Linked DNA regions of Mus musculus: all the other regions are linked to region 4. A link is a contact called in public HiChIP or PLAC-seq and Micro-C data. All regions are on one chromosome and are shown on one strand. The core of a region is the stretch at or near the end of the contact, and the rest is flanking DNA. Distances in the headings are between cores, read along the strand shown.

The links. Hi-C and Micro-C count contacts between places; a contact is called where the count stands out from the background. HiChIP or PLAC-seq counts read pairs in DNA pulled down with a chosen protein or histone mark.
Region 1: a contact with region 4 is called in an H3K4me3 HiChIP or PLAC-seq map of stem cell-derived neural progenitor cells, with 52 read pairs. The contact joins the enhancer-like site here to the promoter of Inhbb in region 4. A contact is called at or near these places in 19 of 39 promoter capture datasets (the 3T3-L1 cell line, 3T3-L1-derived adipocytes, the C10 cell line and 11 more), 5 of 15 datasets of contacts at CTCF or cohesin (embryonic stem cells, hippocampal excitatory neurons and stem cell-derived epiblast-like cells), 137 of 484 Hi-C or Micro-C datasets (the 3T3-L1 cell line, 3T3-L1-derived adipocytes, the AML12 cell line and 61 more), 27 of 115 datasets of contacts at active chromatin or transcription factors (SST interneurons, VIP interneurons, astrocytes and 16 more) and 3 of 9 other capture datasets (adipose tissue, liver and pancreatic islet).
Region 2: an H3K27ac HiChIP or PLAC-seq map of embryonic stem cells shows a contact between it and region 4, with 8 times the contacts expected there. The contact joins the enhancer-like site here to the promoter of Inhbb in region 4. A contact is called at or near these places in 2 of 39 promoter capture datasets (the SN4741 cell line and embryonic stem cells), 18 of 484 Hi-C or Micro-C datasets (the HL-1 cell line, brain, embryonic stem cells and 7 more), 15 of 115 datasets of contacts at active chromatin or transcription factors (craniofacial prominence, embryonic basal ganglia, embryonic forebrain and 7 more) and 3 of 9 other capture datasets (adipose tissue, embryonic stem cells and liver).
Region 3: a contact with region 4 is called in a Micro-C map of embryonic stem cells, with 4 times the contacts expected there. The contact joins the promoter of Ptpn4 here to the promoter of Inhbb in region 4. A contact is called at or near these places in 2 of 484 Hi-C or Micro-C datasets (both in embryonic stem cells) and 1 of 115 datasets of contacts at active chromatin or transcription factors (astrocytes).

Annotation. Positions count from the first base shown.
Region 1 is chr1:119,096,818-119,101,508 of GRCm38.p6, reverse strand. No RefSeq gene overlaps it. Among named protein-coding and RNA genes, the nearest start is that of Gm41934, 28 kb to the left of the region's middle. Within about 2 kb of position 3,323, at least 12 of the 459 cell types and tissues checked have an H3K27ac peak or open chromatin away from gene starts, as enhancers often do. A contact at or near this core is called in the P5424 cell line, cerebellum, oligodendrocyte precursor cells and 1 more, where this site is marked.
Region 2 is chr1:119,145,224-119,150,431 of GRCm38.p6, reverse strand. No RefSeq gene overlaps it. Among named protein-coding and RNA genes, the nearest start is that of Gm41934, 21 kb to the right of the region's middle. Within about 2 kb of position 2,756, at least 4 of the 459 cell types and tissues checked have an H3K27ac peak or open chromatin away from gene starts, as enhancers often do. A contact at or near this core is called in embryonic stem cells, where this site is marked.
Region 3 is chr1:119,834,859-119,839,836 of GRCm38.p6, reverse strand. It overlaps Ptpn4 (protein tyrosine phosphatase, non-receptor type 4), which reads left to right and starts at 2,766. Exons shown (of 27, transcript NM_019933.2): 1 at 2,766-2,935.
Region 4 is chr1:119,419,087-119,423,595 of GRCm38.p6, reverse strand. It overlaps Inhbb (inhibin beta-B), which reads left to right and starts at 1,348. Exons shown (of 2, transcript NM_008381.4): 1 at 1,348-2,969. The coding sequence starts at 2,510.

The DNA.
Region 1 (4,691 bases), core at 2,074-4,573, 320 kb after region 4:
CACGTGGATGCCAGAGGATAACTTTCAGGAGTCAGCTTTCTCTTTCCACCATGTGAGTCCCAGGGATGGAACTCAGGCCGTTAGGCTTACTGACAGACACCATGTTGCCAGCCTGAGGGGAATTTCTAGAGACTAGAAGTTCATGGCTGGCGACATGACTCTGTTGGTAAAGCATTTATTTTGAAATCATGAGGACCTGGCTTAGACTCCTAAAGCTCACACGAAAAAAATCTGGGTGTAAACCAGGCATGGTGGTGCATGCCTTTAATTCCAGCTGTTAAGAGGCAGAGGTGAGCAGACTTCTGTGAGTTCAAGGCCAGCCTGATCTACAAAGTGAGTTCCATTCCATCTAGGATGGGCAAGGCTGTGTAGAGAGGGTTGGCATGGGCTCTTAATAATCCAGGTGTGGCAGAGGGGACTTTTAATCCCAGCAATGAAAAGGTGAAGACAGGTCCTGAGTATAGCCCCTCAGACACCACCCACCCTGAGACAGGATCTCTCACTAGCCGGGAATTCATCAGGTAGGCTGGTGACTTATGAGTGATCCCTAGGGATCTTCCTGCCTCCGTTTCCCCAGGACTAGGTTTTATGCCTGCGCAGTCATACCTGGCGGTTTTTTGTTTGTTTGTTTGTTTGTTTGTTTTATTTTGTTTTTTTTTCAGTTGAGTTTTAGGGGTAGAACTCGTGTCCCCATGCTTGTTGGGCCAGCACTTTACCAACTGAACCACCCCGCAGTCCGACCCAGTCTCTCTGACAACTGTTCTACTGATGAATCTGCCCGAGAAAGCACATCCTTGGCATCCAGACCTACTTCTCCAGTACCTACTTCTCCAGTACCACTAAGGTATGACTTGACACATAGACATGGCAGTGACCTGCTCCTATACGCTGAGCCTCAGTTTCTCTGCAAGACCAAGGTGTCATCCCCAGAGTCAAGGAATGAACAGCAGGGAATAGAGATTCAGACCTCCAATGACACTGTCCCTGTCTTCTGGTTTCTCTCTTACTCCAAGCCTTCCCATGCCTGGCTGCCAGTCTCTGGGAGACATCTGGTAGCCCACAACCCTCGGCCTTTGGTCCTCCACAGCCTTGTCCCTTGAATTTCATATCACCTTCTATTTGACCTTTGCCCTCTGGCTCCCACATAAAAATCCCACCACAGGTCCATTCCTTCAGTTAATTCCTGCCATAGATCTGGATGTGGCTGTGGTCCAACTGGTGATGGGATAAGGGAATCGGGAGCAGGAGACAGAGGCTGGTGATACACAGGAGATGACGGAGGTCACAATGAAGAGATCTGTGGCAGCTGCTCCTTTTCATCTTGAGAGAACATCTGTGGATTGCAATGTTGTCACCAAACAAACACAAGTGAGGCTTAAGTTTCACAATCTGCACGGCTTGTTTCGTGCACCTTTGACAGTTCTTTCGTGTACCTGACAGTGGCAAGTTTCTCCCCCAGGAAGTTAGAAGCATGTGCCGCACCCCAAGGCCCCCCTCACCTCAATGACGTTATCCTGACACTCCCAGGCTGGCGACACTGTACTATCATCTTTCACGTGTCCCCTTTCAGCAGATGTAGCTTTGTGCATGCGTGCGAGTGTGTGTGCACATGTGTGTGTGTGCATGTGTGTGTGCATGTGTGAGCATGCATTATGTGCATATGTGTGTGTACACTTGAGTGTGTATGCACATGTGTGAATGTGTGTATGCAGGAGGGCATGCACTTGTGTGTGTTTCTAGATGGCCGATCCATGTCCCTGACTGCCTCTTCTGCAGGCTCTGTGAGGACCCTTGGACCCTCTGACTCAAGTATTCTACAGTCCACAGTACCACTCGGCCTCTCCAGGGCACTTTTTCCAGTTTTCACTGAATGTCTTTCTTCTCCCAGGAACCCTTTTCCTGGAGCCTCTGGGAGCATGGCAACCTGCTGGGTAGTCAGTCCCGCACCTCGCAGACCCAGGTGTGCCCTGAGCTCCTTCCCCCTGCCTATCAGTTCTGGGAATACTTCTTTCTGATGTTCCCCCCTCCCCTCCTCTGCTTCTGGCCATAGTCTCTTTTCTTAAAGCTGTGATCAGCCAGCCACTCTAGCATCACAAGGGCAAGAGAGACATGTGCTGGGGTCTGGGCTCAGGTCCCACCTACCTGTCTCCTCTGACTGGACCTCCCCATTTTGTGTTTGCAACGTGGAGCAGACTGAGGAATAGCAGGCTCAGGAGATAGCTCAGTAGGCAGGCTTCCTTGCCTGAGTTGTGCTCCCTCAACCAATGTAAAAGGCTGGGCATGGCCCCGTGTACCTGTTACCCAAGCACTTGGAAGATGCAGAGACTAGAAGACCTTTGGAGTTTGCTGGCTACCAACCTAGCTCCAAGTTCAGTAGGAGACCTTATCCTAAGAGAATAAGACAGAGTGTGATAGCAAAGGAACCTGGTGTTCGCCTCCAGCTCCAGCACAGACAAGAACACATACACCCCCACATACATGTGAATACATTATACAAGCATGTGCACATGCGTGGGAACACACATATATCCACACTAGCTTTGGGGCCCCCTAAACTCCTGTAACACAGCTTTAGACCCAAATAGCAAACTGGGAGCCTCAGTTGCCCTATGATACCCCCCTCCAAGATTGAGAAAATGGATGTCAAGTGACTGTGTAGAATCTTCCCGTTCCGTGACAAGGAAACAACATGGCTGCTTGTTGCAGTCAGTGCTCCCAGCATGAGACCCCCAGGTCAAGACCTTCTGTTTTCACCAGAAGACCCCATCAAACACCAAGCCTCCAGGTGAAGAAAGGGATTATCAGAGAAGACAAATGACTTGCCCCAATGTCACCAGCTGCCAAGTGGCAGAGCTGGCTGTGATTCCAGATTGGAGTCCCCCCTGCCCTCAGAAACAAGCCATCCTCAACCTTTTTCTTTAGGGAGCACTGGAGGACTGATTGACCCCTTGGGCTCCTTACTCCCTAGTCTCGGCTTGTCTTCAGCCTCTCTGGTCCCCATCCCTTCCAAACCTCAAGCTCGGAACAGGAGTCTGTCCAGATGGGCGTTTGCTTGCCAGCCCCACCTCCAGCCGTGTGACCCTCCTAATGCCAAGGGCCACCAAACACACGGGGGCCAGAGAAGGTCTCCAGGCAAAACCAGGACAGGAGCCAAACAGTGGCTCTGCCCTTCTCTCACAACGGTGGCTCTGGGCTGGGCACTGCCCTGGGAGCCAGAAGGAGAGGCGGTGCTGTCCCTGGCTGATCCCCGGTGCACAGGTGTTCTCTACAGCCCAGGGAAGGGAGGAGGGGGGCTGGGCAGCAAGGCCGCAGGCGAAGAGCTGCGAAGAACTATCTGTTGTTTCCTCCTCGGGCTCCGGGAACAATTCCCCTTTGAGCTTCTTGGCTGAGGTAGCTGAGAGAGTCTTTCTCCAAGGCTGATCTTGACAGATTGATTTATCTGTTTCGGTAACTTGGCCTTCCTGAGAAAGTGAGGCTCTGAGCCAGGCTGCCTGGGGACCAACCTGGGGAGCTGGAGAGCCTGCTCTTTGGGCTCAAGAGCAGACCCTGGGTTCCTCTCCCTGCCCTTACTGGAACCAAGGAGGTGAGGGGCATTTCACCAACTGCAGCCTGGCATCTATAGGCAGGTGGCTCCACCTCAGTTCCCCAGCCCCTGCTCACACGTGGGTGTCTTTGGTCCCATTTTATACCTGGGAAGATCACTACCCAGGACCATAGGGAACAGAGGTAGAGAACCGGACAGGAACTCAGAGCTCTGCTTCCTCCATATCAATCCTCATCTGCCTCAAAGAGGACCTTAAACTTGAACCTCAGAGGGAAGCTTACCAGCATGGCCTCCCCAGCTGGGGCCCGGCCCTCCTGCCTGCCCTTCCCAACGTTCCCTGACTTAAGCTTCATGCTCCAGCCCAGACTTGCTTTGCCTTAGCGCGCGCGCACGCGCGCACACACACACACACACACACACACACACACACGCCCCATGCATACCCACTTGCTTGTCTCCCATCATTCTGTCCACACCCCAGGCAAGGCCAGGCACTGAGGGAGGGTTCCTATATGTTGGGAAAGGAAGGAGGGAGGAAATGAAAGATTGGAAGGAAGGAGAGAGGGTGAGAGAAGAGAGAGGAGGGCAAGGAAAGGTGTGAGGGGAGAAGGGGGAGGAAGGACAGAGAGAGTGGAAGTGACATCCCAGAATCCCTGAGCCCACCATGACGTCTGTACACTGGCTGCCTATAGCTTAAGTATCATGTTTAAGAGACAGGAAAAGAGCCCGATGCTGTCTTGAGTGGAGTCCTTGGACTCTGTCCTGAGTTTGGATACTGGTGTGAGGACAGGAAGCTGCCGTTTCTCTTTCCTCTGCACACACCCTAGCTGCCCTGGGCTATGGTCTGAAGTCTAGGCAGCCTCAAGTCCGTCCAGCCGAACTGCTGAGCTGAGGGTGTCACTCTGCCCACTTCCTGTCTGAGCAATGACATTGCAGGGTCAGGGGCACCTGGGACTGGCTGCCTGTTGCTCTCCTCTCTAATCCCAAACTGAATAGCCTGAGATGGTTTTAGCAGAGCCCCAGTCCTGCTCCAGCCACCTCTGTAGGAATCCACAGTCCCTCCTCAGAGGGGACACACTCATCCACAATGCCCTTTGACTCCATCAGCAGTGAGCTGGGTCCACAGCCACAGGCCTGGCAGAGCCCT
Region 2 (5,208 bases), core at 1,507-4,006, 270 kb after region 4:
GTGTGAGAGCACTTGACTGTAAGCCCAGGGCAAGGGTGTGAGTGCATGCACCCACTGCTGAGGTGGTGAAGACAAGGGGATTCCCAAAGTTCTGGTAAATCCAGCCTTTCATGTCAGTCTCTTGTGTCCTACTATTTACCAAGAAACAATCATCCTGCCCACTTCTGCAGCTTTCTGGGTCACTGGCCCTGACATGTTCCTGTCCCGTGTGGGGTTCAGGAGTTATCATGAATTCCCAGCTTTGGGGACTGAACTAGTTACTTTTCTGTTGTTGTGATAAAACACTGTGACCAAGGCAACTTATAGAAGGGAGGGTTTATTTGGTCTTCATATGCAGAGGGAGGAGAATATATCACGATGGGGAATTGTGGCAGCAGGCAGGCATGGTGGATGGATCTGGGTGCTGAGGGCTTACATCTTGAGCTACAAGTAAGAACCAGAGAGGGAACTGAGAAGGCTTCAAGGTTTGAATCCCCAAAGCCCATCCTTAGTGATGCTTCCCCCCAACCCTGCCCAAACAGCGCCACAACTGGTAGCCAGGTGTCCAAGGTGCTAGAGACTATGGAGAACATCTCTCTCAAGTCACCCCAGGAACCCAGCGGGAACCTGTGATCTTTTCAGTTCTAACTGCCTGTCATACTAGAGCCACACTTCAAGTCAAAGTGGCCAGATGATGTTGGCAGGAGGCTGATAAAGGGTACAGCCCAGGAGCCCACATGAAATGTCCCTGTGATGTACTGGAAACAGGGCGTCACTTTCATAGTCCATGTCACCTGCAGCCAGCTGCCACCATAGACAGCAGCCCAAGGGGACTATGCAGTGACGCCACCTACACTTGGCCTGAGTACACGAAGGGACATCAAGGGCTAAAGGAATGCAAGGGCAGAGATGCATAAATGGAGGAATGGGTTGCTGGCCATGTCTAGGAAAGAAGGTAGAGACTGGAGCAAGGTGTTTCTCAAGGGGCTCGTCAGACAACCCCAACAATAAGTAGTGCTGAGGATAGGTTGTCCTCAGGACCAAATGACACCTGTAATCCCAGAACCTCACCACTCTGAATGCCTTCTGTTTCCTGTCCTCCCACCTCTCCATCCCACGGTGGTGAGGGATACGCTCCAAGCAGCAGACAATGTACACTTCTGCGTAGCTTCGGGAGAAGGTCATGTGTGCAGGCGGGATTTACATCAACTTGACACAAGCTCAAGTCATTTGGGAAAAGAGAACCTCAATTGAGAAACTGCCCCCAAAGGATTAGCCTGTGGGTGAGCCTCTGGGGCATATTCTTGAATGATGATTGATATGAGTATGGACAGTTCACTTTGGGTGGCGCCACCCCTGTCCTGGTGGTCCTGTGTGCTATAAGAAGGCTGACTGAGCAAAACATAGGAAGCAAGCCAGCAGGGAGTGCCCTCCATGGCCTCTATGTCAGTTCCTGCCTCCACAATTCTGCTGTGAGTTCTTGCTCTAACCGCCTTTGATAATGGTTTGTGGTATGAAATTATAAGTTGAAAAAACCCCTTTCTTTTCCAAGTTGCTTTTGGTCATGGTGTTTTATCTCAGTAATAGAAACCCTAAGTAAGACATCAGTAAGAGAGGTGTTTGTCACCAGCTGATGTGCACCTTGTAGGGAAAAACGCTCCTTACCCACCATCAGTGGGAACCAGGAAAGGCTTGCCAAAGGGCCTGTCATAATACCCTCAGCCTGGGGCTCCATGACAAAGGGACAGCCAGATAGAGATGTCACCAATGTCTTGTTGCCAGACCTGAATTGAGTTGAGCTGTCCCTATACCAAGAAAACCTGGAGCCCCTGTGAGATGTGAAGGGGATACTGGACAGCACAGGGATGAGACTTGAACTGTTGGCCATGGGGTGCAAGAAGGTGAGCTGGGAGGGTCCCCAAGGTTCTGGAGAATGGGGAAGGGCAGGCCAATGGCAAATCAGGAAGACTTAGAACAGCAAGAGGTAAGGTAAGGAGAGATGCTGGATAGGAGTGGTCCTCCCTATACCTGCAGTGCTATGACCCTTTGTCAAGGGCAGGCAATGCAGAATGGTGAAGGGCTACTCTCCCAGGGCTGCACTGTTTTGAATACATACTGCACACTGCAATGTATACCACACTGACCACCAGACTACACATGTGCACACAAACTTCATATACACACAGCACCTGTGTACATTGATCACACAATACACAGACCAATTACATATATATATATATATATATATAGAGAGAGAGAGAGAGAGAGAGAGACTATACTTATACACTTAAAATGGACCCAAGAACACATACTTCATAGATTCATAGATTATATACACATATATTCACTGCACACACAGCATATCAATGCTTAGAACACCGTATACAGAGTGTACACACACTGCACATACACAAAGTACACATGTGCATAGAATACAGATCACATATACAACACACATCATTTACACAAGCCTGGGATTCTATACCCACTTGACAGATGAGAACTCCAGACATGTCTAAACAGTGCTGTGGGTGAGCCGTGAGGCTGAGGCTAGAGCTCCCAGACTTCTAGTGTTAGCTGCTTTGCCCTTTGCTGTGAATAAACACCTGAAAAAGCAGCCTTGGGGAGGAGGAGTTTGGTTTCTGTCAACTTGATACAAATGCAAACATATCCGGAAGAGGGAATGTCAGATGAAAACTTGTCTCCATCAGATTGGCTTGTAGGCAAGTCCTTGGGGACTTTTTTTTTTTTGATTAACAATTGATATAGGAGGGCCCACCCCTCTGTGGGTGGTGCATCCCTGTGCAGGTGGTTCTGGGTGGAGTAAGAAAGCAGTGGAAGAAGGCAGTAAGCAGCATTTTCCATGCCCTTTGCTTCCAGGCTCCCGCCTTGAGTTCTTGCCCTTACCCACTTTGTGGTAGATGGCAATAGGAGGTAAGCCCTTCACTCTGCAAGTTGCTTTTGTCTGTAGTCTCCATTGCAGTGATAGAAACTTACCTGAGACCCATTTATTTTGACTCACAGTTTGAGAGGATACAGTTCACCGTGTCTGGGACCTGTAGCAGGAGCTTTGAGGCATCTGGCCACATAGCATCCATAACAGACAGGAGCAGAGAGATATGGATGCTGGCGCTCAGCTCACTGTCTCCCTTTGTTTAACACAGTACCCCAGTCCAAGGAATGATACTGCCCACAGTTAAGATGGCTCCTCAGTTAACCCCACCTGGACACTCTCTCAGAAATCTGTTTCCACAGAAGTCTAGATTCTGTCAAGTTGACAATGAGCACCAACTGTCACTCCTGGGTTGTCCCGCTGTATACTCTGTGGCATCTCTGAGGATTAGGGAACCCAGCAAAAGAGGGGTTCGTTCACAAAAGTGGCCTGTGGTAGTAAGACTTGATTCCCAGCTGTCTGGATATCCCCTAAGCTATCTGCAAAGCTTGCTGAAGGCCCCTGGCCTCAAAAATCCACTGTGAACTCAGATGCCAATGCCCTATTTGACATGGCACAGTGCTGTGTGATTGCTTTAAAGTGGTGTATTTGTACTGGCAGGGGCAGGCGGTCACTCATGCCTGGCACAGCTGCCCTCAGTTTCTTTCATCAAAGGTGAAGCAAGACTCTGTCCAGGTAGTCCAAGAAATAGAAAGACCAGCACAGGCATGAGACACTCAGTCTGGCCCTGCTGTGTGTGCCTCCCTGGCTTCCTGGTGAGCCCTAGGCTACCGACACCACCCATGGTTTGGGATTCCATGGGCACTGGTGAGAATGGGCCTTACCTGCTGTCTTGCATCCCAGTTGAGGTTCACATGGAGAAGAGGCAGGTCTGAAGCTAGCCTTGGGCTTGTCCCCTCTGCAAGCCCTTGGGACTGAGGTCACCATTGCAAACACTTCTAATGCCATCTTACAACTTGGTGAGTCTTTAATCACAAGTTATAATGGCTGCTTCAGGTGTTTACCCCATTCACAGCTTACACCTCCCATGAAACAAGGGGAAACCTGTAAAGTCGTTTATACACAATAGAATACTGCTCAACTCAAGTACGAGTATGCCTGACCTGATGGGTATATGGCCCAGGGTAGCCTTGAGTGCAGCCCAACACAAAAGTATAAACTCACTTCAAACCTTCTGAGACTCTTTGTGTGTGTGAAAAAATGTTAAAATTGTGTGTGTGTGTGTGTTTGTGTCTGTGTGTGGCCTACATTAATGTCTATGCACCACATGTGTGTACACATGTGCGTAACACCTGGAACTGGTGTTACAGAAGGTTGTGAGCCACTACTACATGGGCACCAGGAATTGAACCCAGATCTTCAGGAAAAACAGCCAGTGTTTGAACTGCTGAGCCATCTTTCTGGCCCTCTTTTGTGATTACAAAACAAACCTTTATACATATTTATTTTGTGTGGGGGGTGGGTGGTAAAATAACTTTCAATGGTAGAATTTCTCTTTTCACCATGTGGGTCCCCAGGATCGAACTCAGCGTGCCAGGCTGCTTGGTGGCAGGTTCTTCTACCTCTGAGTCACTCACCAGAACTGGGCATGTTTGTAACTTGATTACATGGTCCTCAAACACGAACTTTGCAGATGACAACATCATGTCACAATGTCATCTTCTTCAAAGTTTGTGCTCCAGAACACCCCCGCCCAGTTACTACTGCTGAGATGGAAGGGAGGGAGAGAGGGAGGGAGGGAGGGAGGGAGGGAGGGAGGGAGGGAGGGAGGGGGAGAAAGGAAACCCTTATAATGTTTGCAGTAGCTTTATGGTTTTGTGTGAGGCCACATTCGGAACTATCCAGTTTCACATGTGGCTTGACGGCATCATGCCGGACACACTTGTAAGACATAAGCTGTTGCCAAGACTTTACAACACTGTCCAGATGCCCCTCTTCCCTGATGAGAAGCTGACATGTCCCCATAAATTCCCTCTTCAAGACTGCTGCCACCCTGCTGTGCTTCCATGTGCACCCAATTCCTTTCCCTAGCTACGCCATTAGAGATGCACGTGATCTTGGACAGTAGATGAGGTCATGTCCTGTTAGGAAACCTGGTTAGAGCTCATTCTCACCTCCTCTTGCTCTGAGGCTCCTTTCCATGACTGATGTGATGATGATGATGATGATGATGATATGTGTGTGTAGGTGTATATATGTACATGTGTATATGTGTGCCTGTCTATGTATGTTCTCTCTGTGTTGTAGGTGTGTGTACATGTATGTGTGTGTTCAAG
Region 3 (4,978 bases), core at 1,517-4,016, 410 kb before region 4:
TGGGAAGTTACTCTGTTTACGTGAAATATGCAGAGTAGGCCAACACATAGAGACAGGAAATAGATTATGACTTGGTAAAGGACTGGGGAGGAGAAAATAGAGAATGACCAGCAGGCAGGGGATGTCTTTTGGGCATTAGTGATGATTAGTAGTGACAGTCTTGAGGTAGAGTCAGGGCTGATGGTGGCACAGCTGTGAATGGCTCACCATGCCTGGCTTTTTACATGTGCTCTGGGGAATCCGAACACAGGTCCTTGTGCTTGCTCAGCAAGACGTTTACTGACTGACTTTTCTTGCCAGACTCTACTTCAGGTATTTTCTTGAAACCCTACTCACCTGTGATTCAAAGGTTTTGTTCTTTCCCTGCCTTTATTTCCCCCTGCTAGGCAATGTCCTCAGGCATTCTGAGGGCTGCAGAGATGACTAAGAGGCTTTGCCTTAGGTAATAGCAGTGATCAAATCACGGACTATCAGCAATACCCACACAGGGCTGAGGATTGTGTAGTAAGACGAACATTGTGAAAAGCACTAAAGGGATGTTTAAACCTAGAGCCATCTGTGTTGCAGAAGGAAGAAATCATTACTTGGTGCTTGACTCTGGCGAATTCTCTTTGAACTTTTGTTCAAGGACGAATGAATGCTGACCCAGGTGAGATAAGAAGCATTTTAGCAATGCCACAAACAAAGGATTTCAAAACGGAGAGCTGGAGGAAAGAATACAGACTTAGGGAAGAACGAGTGAGCACCGCCTGGAGCTGTCCTGTCTCACTTGGGTTCTGAGACAGGGTATCATGGAGCACAGGCTGGCCTGAGACTTTCTGTGTAGTTAAGGATGTTCTTGAACTCTTAATCCTCCTGCCTCAGCCTCCTATGTGGTCAAGTGTCCATCACCAGCTGGACAAGAAAGAGTAGGAGCAGAATGAGAATGAGAAGAAATTAATTTAAATTATTGTCTTCCACAGTTTTGAACAGATTTTCCTTATCGGTAAAATCATTTTGTCAACATGGAGAAAAGCAGCTTTGTAGCATGTGGGTGTTGGGCACTGAGGACCTTGTACATATACTGGGCAAGTGCTCTCTCCTGAGGCCTTTGAACAAACCAACTATTTATATATCTATCTATTTATCTATTTTGGTTTTTCAAGACAAGGCTTCTCTGTCTAGCCTTGGCTGTCCTGGAACTTGCTCTGTATATCAAGTTGGCCTGGAACTCACAGAAATCCACCTTCCCCTGCCTCCCAAATGGCAGAATTAAAGGCATTCATCACTACCACCAGGAAAAACATTTTTTATAAATAAGGTCTCTAGTGACAGAGATTGAGATTAAGATCTAACAAGAACCCTGGCCACAGAAAAGGGCACCCCCCCCACCCCCAAGTGGGTAAAAACGTCAAGGACTTTTGAGGTGGGTCAAAGGATAAAGGAAAGGAATTGGCTGCCAAGTCTGGCTCAATCCTTGCGACCCACATAGGATTACCAACTCTCAAACCTTGTCCTCTGATAGACAGACAGACACACAGACAGATGGACACACATATTTTAGGTGTATACAAAATAAAGAAATGTAAAACAAACAAACAAACAAACAAAAACGAAAAACAAGCAAAGAGGAAATGTGAGGGTCCTCCCAACTTACCCTTCCTTCATTTGATCCTAGTTGAGGTCACCTATTCTATAGGAATGTTCTATCATCATCAAGTTTGTATTACCCAGAAAATATTAAGGGTATACCCTCCTCAAGGTCATGGCATGATAATACCAACCCTCATTCTTAAAATGATTGAACGACTTTGATTTAAAAAGCAGTGTTCCTTGCACACAGAAAGCACCTATCCTTTGTTTTATCCATGAAACGTCTTTTGCTTAGGCTTTGTTTTCAAGGGCCTTATGTTTAGGAGAACTGATTGAAAACTGCACTTCAAAGCCTATACCCTCTATTAGCACTTAGTTGGGACAACCTGATGCCAGGAGGTCGAGTTTCCCCACTCTGTGCTATTGCCCCTCTTTTGTGTCCCTAGAGTCCGTCAGTAAGTACATCTTAGAAGAGGGAGGAGGGGCAGAACTGACAGTCAAGGAACCAATCGCTGCCTGGCGATGGGGTGTGGACACAGAGCCACGCCCTCCCCTCCCAACCCGCTAAATCCCGTCTCTCTCGCACCTGTGAGTACCAGTGCTTCTAGGCAGGCGCCCGCGCTCCGAAACCGGGTAGGAGGCGGGAAGGAGGCGGAGCAGAGGGCGTGGCTTCACCTCTCGCGAGACCGCCTCCTGTTGCCGAGGCCGCCGTTCCGGGGCTCTGACTGGTCGGGGGCTGCGCAGCCGCCATGTTCGGTTGCTATGCTGCGGCCTCGGAGACGGGGTGTGCTTGAGAGAGGAGGAGGAGACGGAGGAGGCGGTGGAGGCGAGGGAGGAGGAGGAAGGAGAGGAGGAGGAGAAGGAGGAGGAGGGTGACCGAGGCTCTCCTTTGCACTCTCACACAGAGCCGCCTCCCTGGAGTCACCCGCCGCTTCACGCCGCGCGCGCTTCCCTGCTCCGCGGACGCGACATTGTTCTTTTAAGACTCCCGGGAGCTGTCAGAAATCGGGGCTCCGGGACTTGAAAGAGACTTGACTTCGGCCCGCAGCTTGCGGGGACCGCGGCACTTTCGGGGCGCGTGTGAAGGGATTAGCTCATCTCGCCGCGAGGTGCGAGCGCGCGCCTCCCCGCGCACGCCAGCCCCGCCGCAGCCCCGCAGGATGACGGGGTGCAGGCGGCCCGCGGCCGTGGCGCGGCCGCTGTGGCGGCGGCTGTTCTCGGGACGCTGAGGGCGAGCACCTCGACGCGGACCACGCGCTTCTTTCACCCGGCCGCGAGCCCGGGGCCTCCTGCCTTTTTGTATTTGGATTCCCCCCCCCCCCCCCCTTTCTCCAGCCGGGAGGACGCGGCTGTGATAACGAAGGTAAGAGAGGCGCTTGGGGCGGTCCTTCGCTCGGCCTGTTTGGGCCCCCTTTGCAGGTCGTGGGCGCGCACCTGAAGCTCGCCGAGCCGGGCGGCCAGACTACCCGATCGACTTCCCTTTTCTTAGTGGGTCGGAGCACTCGAATCTTCCTGGGGTTTATAGTTGAAATCTGCTAGGGATGAGTGCACGGGAGAAGGGGTGGAATAGATGCGGAGATGAAATGTTCCTAAACTCAAGGTAAGGCTGGAGAATCTTCAGTATTTCATTTGTGGGATTCTTTTTTCTAATTGTTAATGTTAGGTTAATTGACTCATATAAGCATCTTTATTTTTTTTCCGCACGCGGTAGGAACACACGCTATCTTCCATTGAACTTGAAAGTCTCTTGTGACTTGCTAGTATTATACTTGCTTTTAGGAATCAGTAGTTGGGCCCAAAAAGTTGAGATGTAGAACATCTGAACTTAGATTTTTCATGCTGCTTTGGAATCGTCCCTACCTTCATGATGTTTAGATTCAGCGTGAGTATGTAGTCAAGAACAGATCGGTGTTTGTGGGGTTTTGTAAAATGTTAAGCACAGTCATTTGTGGCTTTCTGGCTTTACATTTTTGTTTCGGTGTCAATGTTTGTTTTATAGTTACTTACAGGAAAAATGGAGCGTATGATTATCCTTTGTGGACAGGAACTGTGCTTACCAAAGCGTAGACACCTCAATTGTCCCAGGACGATTTCTGGAAATCAGTTCAATCAGAGATTCAAGAAAAGCTAGATGTGTGTGTGTGTGTGTGTGTGTGTGTGTGTGTGTGTGTGTGTGTGTAGGTAGTTAAATGCATGTATGGATGCATTTGCTGGGGTTTCTAAAGTAATGGAACAATTTACAGTTTCAATGATAATCCATATCGATGTTTCCCTGAAACTTATGTCAGAGACTTTATGTTTGGCTTTGCATCACAGAGTGACATCAGTGTGGACAAGGACTACGTAGGGGGTTTTAAAAACTGCCTGTTCCAGGAGGACTAGTCATACCTAACTTTTGGAATAAGCAATTCAAGAAATACTGAGTGTGTGACCAGATCTTGGGTCCAGATGAAATAACACAGTTATTTGGTCACATTTAAAAGATGGCTGTGGAGGAAAAACAAGAAAAGCTAATGTATCTGACTTGTAAAGTCAGACTAGAAGACTGGAAGGGCAAATATGGCAGCCTTTTGAGAACCCTGGGTTTGTGAACAAACATAAGTGTGTCAAAGGGGAAAACTTGTTTTCCAAAACGGGAGGGATGACCTTAAACAATTATTCAGAGTACCTAGTAGACTATAACCTAGATATATTATTTAAATCTTGAATTTGAGGATTACAAATTTAATACTCTTTTAAAGAAAAAGCCAGTTTACAAGGAGAAGCTTATGAGCTGTCTAGAACCATTTTATTCACTCATACGATCAGTCATGCCACCTTTTTTGTCAGAATACATTTCTGCTCCAATTAACACAGAAGCTATTTTTGTGTCTCTTCACATTTTTATGGCATTCTTATCTTTGTTCATATTTTGTCATAGCACATGTGCATGAATGTGATCTTGATTTCTAAGATCTACGTAGTTATGTTTGTATGTGTACATGAGTACATGACAGTGTTTTGTATTTACCTGCTCCTTAAACATTTGCTAAAAAGATTGTTTTAAACACAAGGAATCATCACTGGTTTAATAGTTTTTCTTAATACTGAGTTGGTTACAGTTTGTTAAGGTAGAAGATCAGAGATTCCTCAAAAGTAGTAACAGATGATTGAATATACTCACTTGGTTCTCATCTTGGGTTCCTAATGGCTTCTAGGTGGTGGTAAATTGTGTCAAGTCTTCTCTCCTCCCCCACCATGTCCTAATTTAGTAGCTTTAAAACGTTCCTAGTAACATTGTTGCTTTAAATTTATGACACTAATTTCTAATTTAAGCTAGGCATAACACCAGCATCTATTGAACACATTTGCTAAAAATACTTTCTGGGTCGGATGTACTTAGAATGCAGCCTCAGGAAGATTCACT
Region 4 (4,509 bases), core at 99-2,598:
AAAGAGAACCATCCATGCGTCTACCTCTCAGTCTTGCCTGTCGTTAGGTGAGCCTATTGTGGGTAAGCGTCCTGGGAAGGGGGGGGGGGGGCTGTTTGCAGGCAATGTGTTCTGGTCTCTGGGAACTGTGCCCCGTGGGCATTGTCGTCCCAGACCCAGGTAGGGTCGGGAAAAGAGACAGAAAGAAGAGGGTACATTTGCAGTTCTCTAGTCAGTACTGGGAGTCAGACTCCCACCCATTACTGGCAGCCAGAAGAGCGTCCCAGAACCATCTTTATATCCGCTTCTGCGAGGTTGGTTTAGTCTGTTTGGACCTCCCAAAGCACCAGTGTGGTGCAGGTATCACAGTGCCCCTTTACAGCCGAGAGAGAGAGAGAGAGAGAGAGAGAGAGAGAGAGAGAGAGAGAGAGAGAGAGAGAGAGAGAGAGAGAGAGAGAGAAAGAGGCAGGGCAAGGTGAGGTTGGACTGGATTCAAATCCGGTAGTACCTGAGCCCTTCATTAGAATCTGGGTTTGTCTGAGGCCAAGTGTGACAAGACACGAATGGGACAGTGGAGACCCCAACAGTCTGGCAAGCCCTGAGCCTCCAGAGACCTTGGGTCCTCAAAGATGGGTTCCCAAACAATGCAGGTAGACCCTCGGGCCAACTACAGCAGAGCTGGCCAAGCCTCCAGCAGCCTCCGCTTCCCTTACTCTTCTAGCCCAGGGGGTTAACCCATCGCCCATTGGGACAGCGGCCTCGGACGCTAGAAGAGGGCGCTGTAGCCCGAGGGTGGCATCCAGCCGCACCTCTTCTCTGCTGCATTCGAACTTACTCCCCACCCCCACCTAGCAGATTGGATAGCGAAAGATCGTCCCTTGAAGGCTCTAGGGGCAGCTGCGGCGAGAGAGGGTCGCCCGTCCCGGTTGTGAAAGGCGACAATTTGGGACGGGGGCGGGGGGCGGCTTTCGTGGCCCTGAGTAAGGGGTGTCCAGAAGCACCCGGATCCTACACCAGGAGCGTGTCGGTGCCATTTATCCATCGCCCCATGGGGCGAGGGTCTGGAGCACTCACGTGGTGGGAAAGTTTCGAGGTAGCAAAAGTGGCCTGGCATCGCGGGGGGGGGGGCGCAGGGTGGAGAGAACCTTCTTGCCCCTCCTCGCCAAGGCAGAAAGGGAAAGAGCGGAGGGAAGAGGGGGTGGGAGGAGGATCAGGCAGCAGCGACCTGCAGAATCCGCCTCCCCCTCCGCCCCCGGGACGCCCGAGTAGGGAGGCGCGGACCGTCTCCTCCCGCACTGCCCGGACGACACTCCCCCTCCCCCCTTTTTTTCCTGCCAACGTCTATCTCAACGCGCGCGCACATACGGAGATTGTGCGGCTTTTTTACCCCTCGGGAAAAAAAGAACAGGGAGTGGAAAGGAAGAGAAGGCAAAGCGAAGAACTCCTCGGGCGCGCTCTGCACTCCGAGCCACGGCTGGGCGCGGGGACGCTGCTGCCACCGCCACCGCCGACTCGCTCTCTCCCCGGCCCTGCAGCGTGTGCCAGTGGGAGCGCGAGCCAGGGCACTCGATTCTGGGGACACAGAGAGACTTTTGGCCGCCACTGCCGCGGCAGGCAGAAGAGACAGCGGCGAGAAGGGCCCTGCCACCGCCTTTCCCTCCTCCGCCGCCCCGGCCGGCCCGCTCAGGCGGCCAGGCACAGGGAAGCAGGGAGGAGCAGAGGCCCAGGAGAAGCGCGCCGCGGCTCGCCCGCCCGTGGATGCGGCGCCCGGGGGAGCCTGGAGACAACTTTGCCGGGTGACGCGCTGGGAGGACTGCAGGGCCCGCCGCCCAGGAGGGCTCGGCACCTCCTGTAAGAAGGGCCCGCGCAGCGGCGCTCCCCCGCACAGCTCTCTCTCCTCCCGCCGGCCCGGAGCAGGGGAGAAGGACCTGCCCATCACCGCCGCTGCCTCGGGCGGCCGTGTCCTCGCTGCGAGCAGCGACAGGGCGAGGCGCTCAGGTGCGGTCGCGGGGCCCCAGCCGCAGCGCCCTCCGCAGCGCCGCGCCCGGGGTCTCCGGCACCTTCGCTTCAGTCTCCAGAGCGACTTGCGCCCGCTGCCGCCTCTTCCCTCCACCTTTCCAGCCCGGCCGAGCCAAGCCACCGTGCCAGCACCGCTGCTGCCGCTCCTCGCTTTCGCTTCACCCCGATCAGGGGGCTGCGGTGGCCCTCGACGCGGAGAGGATGGGCAGGCTGCAGATGCCTAGGCGCCCCGAGTCGTCAGCGCGCCACTGACCCGGCGGTCCCCCCCACCCCCTCACCGCCAGCCCGCGTTCCCTTCTGGTCCCCGCGGCGCCCCTTCTCGGCCGCGCGGGAACCCCCGCGGCCCGGCCGGCCCCCTCCCCCTGCGAGCCGGCGGCGGCGCTCCCGGCAGGCGGGCGGGCGGAGGCCCGGGCGGGGGCGGGGCGGGGCGGTGCGCCCAGAGCCCGGAGCCCGGCCCTGAGCTCGCTTCGCCTCGCCTCGCGGCGGGCGCCCTCGTCGCCAGCGGCGCACCATGGACGGGCTGCCCGGTCGGGCGTTGGGGGCCGCCTGCCTTCTGCTCCTGGTGGCCGGCTGGTTGGGACCCGAGGCCTGGGGCTCTCCCACACCCCCGCCGTCGCCCGCTGCGCCGCCCCCGCCCCCGCCACCCGGAGCTCCGGGTGGCTCGCAGGACACCTGTACGTCGTGCGGTGGCGGCGGCGGCGGCTTCCGGCGGCCGGAGGAGCTGGGCCGGGTGGACGGTGACTTCCTGGAGGCGGTGAAGAGACACATCTTGAGCCGCCTGCAGTTGCGGGGCCGGCCCAACATCACGCACGCTGTCCCCAAGGCCGCCATGGTCACGGCCCTGCGCAAGCTGCACGCCGGCAAGGTGCGCGAGGACGGCCGCGTGGAGATCCCGCACCTCGACGGCCACGCCAGCCCGGGCGCCGACGGCCAGGAGCGCGTCTCCGAGATCATCAGCTTTGCAGAGACAGGTGGGTTCGGCCACAGGGAAGCCAGAGGCGGCCGCGATCCCTCCCTTTTTCCTTCTCCTAGGAAGCCCTGCTGCCTTCACCGCCTCTGCAGCCCGCACGCCCCGAGGGCATTTAGGCTCCGGGCAGAGACGTTCTGCGGTGGCCTTGCGCGCTTCCCAGGGTGGCAGTCCTTTTCTATACTGCGCGCCCAGACTACAGATCCTTTGCGGCTTCCCTTTCCCTGCAGCAACTGGGAAGCACCCTGCCCTTCATCCTGGCTCACGGGAATTGGGCCCCAGCGCCTCTGGGCGCGCGTCCCCCTCCCGGCAGATGCGCGCAGCCCTGGCTCTGCGGGCACTTGCTTAGTGATTGCTTAATGTTTTTGTTTCCCACGATCCGAGTGTAGGCTTAGCAGTGTAGAGATGGAGATGTGTGTGCTTGTTGATATACGTGGGCAGGAGAGGAGAGGGAAAGGGAGAGAGAGAGGGAGAAAGAGAGGGAGAGAAAGAGGGAGAGAGAGAGAGGGAGAGGGAGAGAGAGAGGGAGAGAGAGAGAGAGAGAGAGAGAGAGAGAGAGAGAGAGAGAGAGAGAGAGAGAGGCTCCCGGGGCCGCTTGCGTCGCCCGGCGGCATGGGCTTGCCAGGATTGCTGAAGCATCGGTGGGGAGAGCTAGGCAACCTCCCTTCCGATTGTGTGGGCACCAGAGTCGGCGGAAGGCAGCTTCTCAACAGGTCCATCATTTACGCAAAGAAGCGGCTCAGGAACAGCCTCATGCCTTTAGGCTTGCCTGGCAGCAGCCGCAGCCCTCTCTGGTCCAGGGAAGAGGGGCAGAGTTTGTAGTTAACAAAGAGTGGGATTCCTTTCTGCAATGTCCTCCCAGGCCCCGTGTTGCAAAGCTCTGTCCACTATCTAAATATAAAATTCAGAGAAAAAGAAAAGAAAAAAATCTTTGGGAAGTTTAAAAAGGAGGAAAATTTCCCGGGCAGAAACGGTGTAAGTGTTTAGACATCGCTGTCCTTTTCAGGACTTGAATGAGCCAGGCTGGCTTTTGTGCTGGGAGCTCAGCCCCATTTGTGCAGAGGGGACTGCAGAGAAGGTCGCAGAGGGGGAAGCCCGATGTAGTCAGGGTGGGGGACAAGCAGGGAGCCTGGGAAGAGGAGGGGGGATCAGCTATGCTCCTGGCTGCGAATGCCCCTCTACTCTCCCAGGCATCGGGCAGACCCTGCCTGTGCTGCTGCTGGGGATAAAAAGGGATGAAAAGTTTTGCATGGCCGGGTGTGGAGAAAGGCAGAGACAATCAAGGCCGGTTTGTGCTTAGAAAGAAATACATTGCCATTTTAGCTGTCCGCCAGAGTCAGGGAAAGCTCGACATGCAATTAGAGGGCTTGGATTAAAAGGTGCATTGGGGCCCAGAAGGGAAACGTGACTCGGGAAGGTCAAGAGGCCTTTTGGTCCCGGTGGCACAAAATGACAGCGGGGGCTGTTATATTTCTGGTCCGATTCACGGAGCCAGCTCTTTAACTTATAAATAACAGATTCAGGTCACAGGCAGCTTGGCCAAG